Regions from separate parts of the Mus musculus genome. Here region 2 is linked to region 1. Evidence: chromatin contacts called from public promoter capture Hi-C data. All regions are on one chromosome and are shown on one strand. The core of a region is the stretch at or near the end of the contact, and the rest is flanking DNA. Distances in the headings are between cores, read along the strand shown.

Region 1 (2,863 bases), core at 98-2,597:
CTCACCACCCCCCCCAATCTAATCCTGCCTTAGAGTCTCTGACCTGTAAAGTCTCCGGAGCAGCGGCTACTGCCGCACCCCATGACTGGACACTGATTTTTCTCCCCCCAGGTCGGACCAGGACCTCAAGTCCTAGACGACACTCATGATCATCTGCTAGGCCAGGATGGACTGCCACAACGGGACCTTTGACCTCTTCCACGTCCAGTGCCATTTGGAGAAAGGGGTTGCCCACTGGAACTCGGGAGCTGGCCTGCTGGTCAGCCTCTCCTGAAGGGCTGCTTGATGATCGATTATACTGGGGGATGTCGAGTGTGATGGGCAGCCATCTAGGCGATCACGGGAACCCCTCTCAAGTGCCTCCGGTTCCCCGCTGGTTTCTGAAGGGCTAGCTGACCCACTCGATGGACCTTCCAGCACTCCAGACAGCTGCTCATCAGGGATGGGGAGTCGGTGCCTCCCCCCTCCCCCAAGATGCTCTGAGGGCCTCAGTAACCATCTAAGCGTGATGGCTCAGACAGCGGTGCCTCTCTGCTGAGACTCAGGCCACAGTTTCTTTATAAAGCCTCCTGGTGAGGGTAGGGGCTGTCGAGCCCACAGGTAGGGTCCATTGTGTGTGTGGGTGCCTCATGAGGGTGCAGTCAGTGGACCTGAGGACCACAGGAATAAAGTGTGCTGTTCCTGCCTGCCCGTGTGGGCTGTGCTTTCTTCTTTCTTCCTAAACCAGCGCTTTAGGGTCTCTGGTCTACTGATCTGCTGGGTCCTACCCGCCATTGAGTTCAGTCTTGTTTCCCTATGTAGTGGAGAGGTGGGGGCTGAAGTGGGTCCTGCCAGGAACACTTCCCACTGCCCACAAGCCAGCCCCGTGAGAGTCTCCTGCCACCTTGTGACCACCCTAAGTCATACCCCAGCATACATGCAACAGCTGCTGGAGCTGGTCTAGGCCAGAGGAAAGAGACAACAGAACAACGGTGTTCCGGTGTTCTGTCCCCTGCTTTCTGGGTTTTCCCAGCCTTGCACACTATGGTCCCCTACCCCCACCCCGTAGTCACGTGACCCAGGACACACACCTGCCCCAGCTCACAGTGGGTCGGAAGTAACCTCATCTCCTTTTAGGGAGCAGCCTTTATCTGATAACTAGAGGAGCAGGTGGATGAAGTGACTTACGCCTCTGGCCCTGGGGGGGTACGGTCACAAGTCACAAGCAGTCACAAGTGGCCCTGGTACTTTCCAGCTGGAGAGAGAGGTCGATGGGGAGACTGTCCCACCCACCAAGGCTCAAAGGGAAGGTGCAGAGGAGGCCTCTGGGGCACAGCCCGACAGGGCGGGGCCTGAGCAGGGGGCGGGCCGATCAGTGAGGACTTGCGAAGTGGGCTGCAGAGTTGGACCGGGCTGCTGCGTGTGCGCAGGGTCCTCGTCATGGGGCAGATCGAGTGGGCCATGTGGGCCAACGAACAGGCGCTGGCGTCTGGCCTGAGTGAGTGAGGTGGGCTGCGGGTGGAGGGGTTGCTCAGGACCCGTGGGGCACCGCGGGGGAAGCAGGGCTCGGGCTGGTTCTGCGGACCTCAAAGCGCGGATCCTCGGAGAGACCTACCGGGGCCTCCGGGCACAGGACGGGCGGTGGCCGCTGCAGGCCGTGCTCGGCCGCCTGTTCTAGAGGCGACCCCGCCCTGCACCCTGTTGGGTCCGCGCTGGGACCTCAGAGGAGGAAGTTGCTTACAGCTGGGGAAGAGACATTCACTCGGTGGTTTCCCGCCTGGTTAGGAAAACCCCCGGAAGACCCTCTTCTGCGCACAGCCCACTTGGCCAGGAGTTGGGACTCTGGCCTTGAGGTCACTCGGGCTCCGGCTTCTCCCCGAGGGGCCTGGGATAGGAGCTAAGCTCATCCTAGAGGAGCAATCGGCTCCATCCCACAAGCGAAGTGTGCGCAGAAACTATTTCACAAGAGTCTGGACACCCCTCAGAGTGATCTTAGCCCTGATGGCCTGCCGAGTTAAGATGCAGGACACTAGTCTTTAGTCAGGTTGACACTGGCCGTGGCTTGAACAGTTCAGCTTGTCTGGGAGGTTTGCCAAGGGGCAGTGGGACCCCTGGGCTTCACTGTACCAGGAAAGGAACCTAATAGACCAGACCATGAGCAGCAGGCCTGAGACTAGAAACTGCAGACATGCCTCAAAGCCGAAGGGAGCCAGAAAAGACCTGCCAGGGCAGGGAGGATGGCCCAGACCCCCCTCCACTCACCCGGGAATAGCGCATCGAAGAGGTGATAGAGAAATCTCCCCCAGCCCACGCTGGAAGCTCCCGTGGAAGGCCTTGCAACCCCAACCTTTTGAAAATGGCGCCCCTCCCCCACCTGCAGTCTCCCTTCTTACCCTTCCCAGCCTCCTGCCAGTAGTGGTTTGTCCTGTGACCACTATGGACGGTTTCAAAAGTTACCTCCAGGAAGTGGGGGTGCCAGACACACCTAAGGGTGGGAAGACCTGGCGAGCGCTGTCCATGCAGTGTCTCCTGTCCTCGTGTGTGCTAAGGTCTCTATGTACTGCCTCAGCTAATTGTTCAGGGTGTTCAGGCTGACACAAGTCTCCTGTGCTGAGGAGTCACAGGCTGTGGCCACTTACTTTCTCCACCGAGTGTGACTTCCGCTAACTTTTCTTTTTACGGGAAAGCACAACTGTCCTGGGAAGGTTCTGAACTGTCTAGGTCCAATCAACAGGGATGTACTTTGTTTCCTTTTGTTTTTTTAACATTTGATTTTTTTCAGATTGTGTGTGTGTCTGGCCATGTGTGTAAGTGCGGGGGCGCTTGCAGACAAAGGCTAGAAGAGGGTATTGGAACCCATGGAGCTGGTGTTACATACGGGTGG
Region 2 (2,863 bases), core at 234-2,733, 2.3 Mb after region 1:
GTTTCTTAACTCTCAGCGAGCAAGAAAGGTCAGGGTGAGGGCTTTTTTCTGTTCCCAGGGTCCTTGAAGTCCCTGTCTTTCTATTCTGCCTCAATTCCATTCAGGTCCGCCTCAGTGAACTGCTAAGCTCATCGGGGTTACCTACAAGTGCATGGCTATTTAGAGGTGTATGGGTAACTGAGGCATTGCCAACACTGAGAAGTCCACCCTAGCATGGGAAAACATGCTCATGACACAGCCTGCAAGGCTCCAGAAAGTCTCCTCTAACCAGCAACAGTGTACTCCTTACATGATCCACAAGACCTCCCGGGTCTTATGGGTGTCCTGAGCCCCGCTTTCCATCCTGAGGAAATAGCTACCTAGGGCAGGCCAAACAAGAGGCACCTGAAAGGTTGGTACCATAGTGAGTATATGGATGCACAAGACGTAACCACAAAAGGGGCTACAGAGCCTGCGAGTCTGCTTAGAGGTGGTCCTTCCAGAAAACCTAGGTTTGGTTTCTTAGCACCCATAAGCCAACTCAAAACTGCTTACGCCAGTTCCAGGGTATCTAAATGCCCTCCTCGAGCATGCACGTGGTACACAGATATATATATGCGGGCAGAACACCCACAGACATAAGAATTAAAGAAAGAATTAAATAAGATTAAAAAGATGTAACCATAATTTTTCAAACCCAAAAGATGCTTTTTTTTTTTTCAAGATGGCATTACTATATAGTCTAGAGTGGTCTCGAACTCCGAATCCTCCTGCCTCAGCCTCCTGAGTGCTGGGACTTAGGCGTGCACTTCCATGCCTAAACTTAAAAGCTGTAATTTTGGAGCAGTTAATCTAATGCACCCTTATTTCCAAAAATCTGGCTCGAATAGCAGTTTCTGGGCGCGGGGACAGGAAACCCAGCGAAGATGGCGTGCGTACCCCAATGGGCTAGATCCCGGAGCTGTCATTATAGCCCTTTTTAGTATCACAGCACACCTTGCGTTTGCCAGTTTAACTACCAAACACTTCTCTGCCCTGGACAAATTGTGCTAAGTCTGTCAGGGGACTCAAGAGGCAGGGGACGGGTGAAGGTTATAAAAACACTCGTTTCTACCTCCGCAAAACTCTGGCCGGTCATCAGGAAGGGGTCGCAGCGACGCTCCAGCGACCTGGGCATGGAGGTGTGCAAGCCTGGACCCAGGAGTCCCATCTCCGGTCCAGGGCGCTGCCTCGGGCTCCCAAACGCCCTCTGGCTCAGTTGCTTCCACCCCCGCGCCTCTATCCTTCATCTCCGTAGTTCTCCCTCCTCCACCTGGCACCGACATCCTTAAAAAGAGAATCGGAGTCGCCACAAACTTCATCTATGTATGGTGCGGCGGGAAGCCTTATCGAGTGCTCTCGAACGGCAACGCGGCGTGGCCCTCGCGGCGCCCCGTAGGCACTGATTTCTCTTCCGGGCCACCCTTCCCGGGGGATCTCCGTTTAGTAGTCTTGCCGTAGATGCTGCTGCCTCTCCTCCAAGAACCGCCGAGTTCTTGGAAGCCCGGTCTTGGATGAAATCGCCAGAGCCTCCCCGCGATCCGCCTCCCGGAAGCCCCGGGCGGCGCGACCGGAAGGACGCAGGCGCAGCGTCTTGACCTCGGCCTGGTCCAGTTCCGGGGTCGTTCGGCTCGGCTGTGCCAGTTCGGCGTCGGGCTCCCGCTTCTGCTGGGGCTGCTGCCTCTCGCCCACCGGCCCGGCCGGCCCGAGCAGCGCGGAACCGAGCCGGATCCGGGTCCACCCGGCCCGGCCATGAGCGCTGCCGCATGATGCGTCGCCGCCCGCGCCGTTGCAGCCGCCGGCCACCAGGAGCCTCAGCACTGGGCGACCCCGCCCGGGCCTCGGGTGAGTGCGGGGAGAGCGGCGGCCGCGACCCCGGGCGGCTCCCCGCCGCCTCCGCGCTGCGGTCCCCTCGGGGGCTCTCCAGTCTCCTCTGCGGACCCCGCAGGATCGAGCCCCATTTGCACCTGCAGCCTTTTGCCTGACCTTGGGCGCTCCAGAGCTAACGTCAGGGTGGCTGTCATAAAGTGCTGTCACCGGTCTGCGAGCTGTCAAGTTTTTTTATGGTCATGCTTCGTCGCAGGTCTGTCTTCCCAAGGCCTCTGTTGTCTCTCTTTAGCGGGACTCTTCTGTTCTTTGCCGGTCTCCCTTCTCTTCCCCCCTGCCCCTGGCCATGGTGTTAGGAGGGTAGTTACCCGGAAGGGCATCTGGGATAATCGGGTCAGCTTTCAGGGCAATAAGGTTCAACTCTATTGAGCTGTCATTATTTCTAGAACTAAGTCCCTTCTAGCTATTAAATAGGCACATTTTATTAGCTCGTGAACAGCCAGTTTATTGTGGCAATTAAATTGGAGTAGTCATAGTTGCAGCAGTCTGCACTGTAGCGGCTTTCACTGGTGTGTGTGGCGCTGTCCAAATCCAAGCTACAGTCTGCTTTGCAATCAGTCCCCTTAGTGAGGGAGTACACTTGTGTTTATTTTACTGCCTTGGGAGAGAGGTCATTTATATTTCTTGGTAAATCTGCCCAGCACACCACTCTGATCTTTCCAAAGTTGTTTATAACTTTCACTTAATTCATGCTACATTTAGAAACAACAACAAAAAAAGATACCTTGTGATACTTGCCCCTGCAGAAGTGGTTAAAGAGAAAGGTTCTTGGAGGTATTTTACAAAATGGGCTAATGGGAGTGTTAATTTCATTTTTTGAACGTTGCACAAAATAGACAGGTTGGGGGTGTTGAAACTGTGTTGTGTACTCTGTGGAGTTACTGGTAAGGAGTTACTGGCTTCTGGGCTGAGAGTGGGAAAAAGTGAAGAGATAATTTCACTCAGAATTTGTTCAACA

Evidence for each region. Promoter capture Hi-C pulls out the DNA fragments that hold promoters and counts their contacts.
Region 2: a contact with region 1 is called in a promoter capture Hi-C map of pre-B cells, with 2.2 times the contacts expected there. The contact joins the promoter of Zdhhc7 here to the promoter of Cyba in region 1. A contact is called at or near these places in 2 of 39 promoter capture datasets (liver and pre-B cells).

Annotation. Positions count from the first base shown.
Region 1 is chr8:122,431,424-122,434,286 of GRCm38.p6, reverse strand. It overlaps Cyba (cytochrome b-245, alpha polypeptide), which reads left to right and starts at 1,347. Exons shown (of 6, transcript NM_007806.3): 1 at 1,347-1,477. The coding sequence starts at 1,420. Mvd (mevalonate (diphospho) decarboxylase) reads left to right here. Exons shown (of 10, transcript NM_138656.2): 10 at 112-691. The coding sequence ends at 192.
Region 2 is chr8:120,100,092-120,102,954 of GRCm38.p6, reverse strand. It overlaps Zdhhc7 (zinc finger, DHHC domain containing 7), which reads left to right and starts at 1,483. Exons shown (of 8, transcript NM_133967.3): 1 at 1,483-1,863.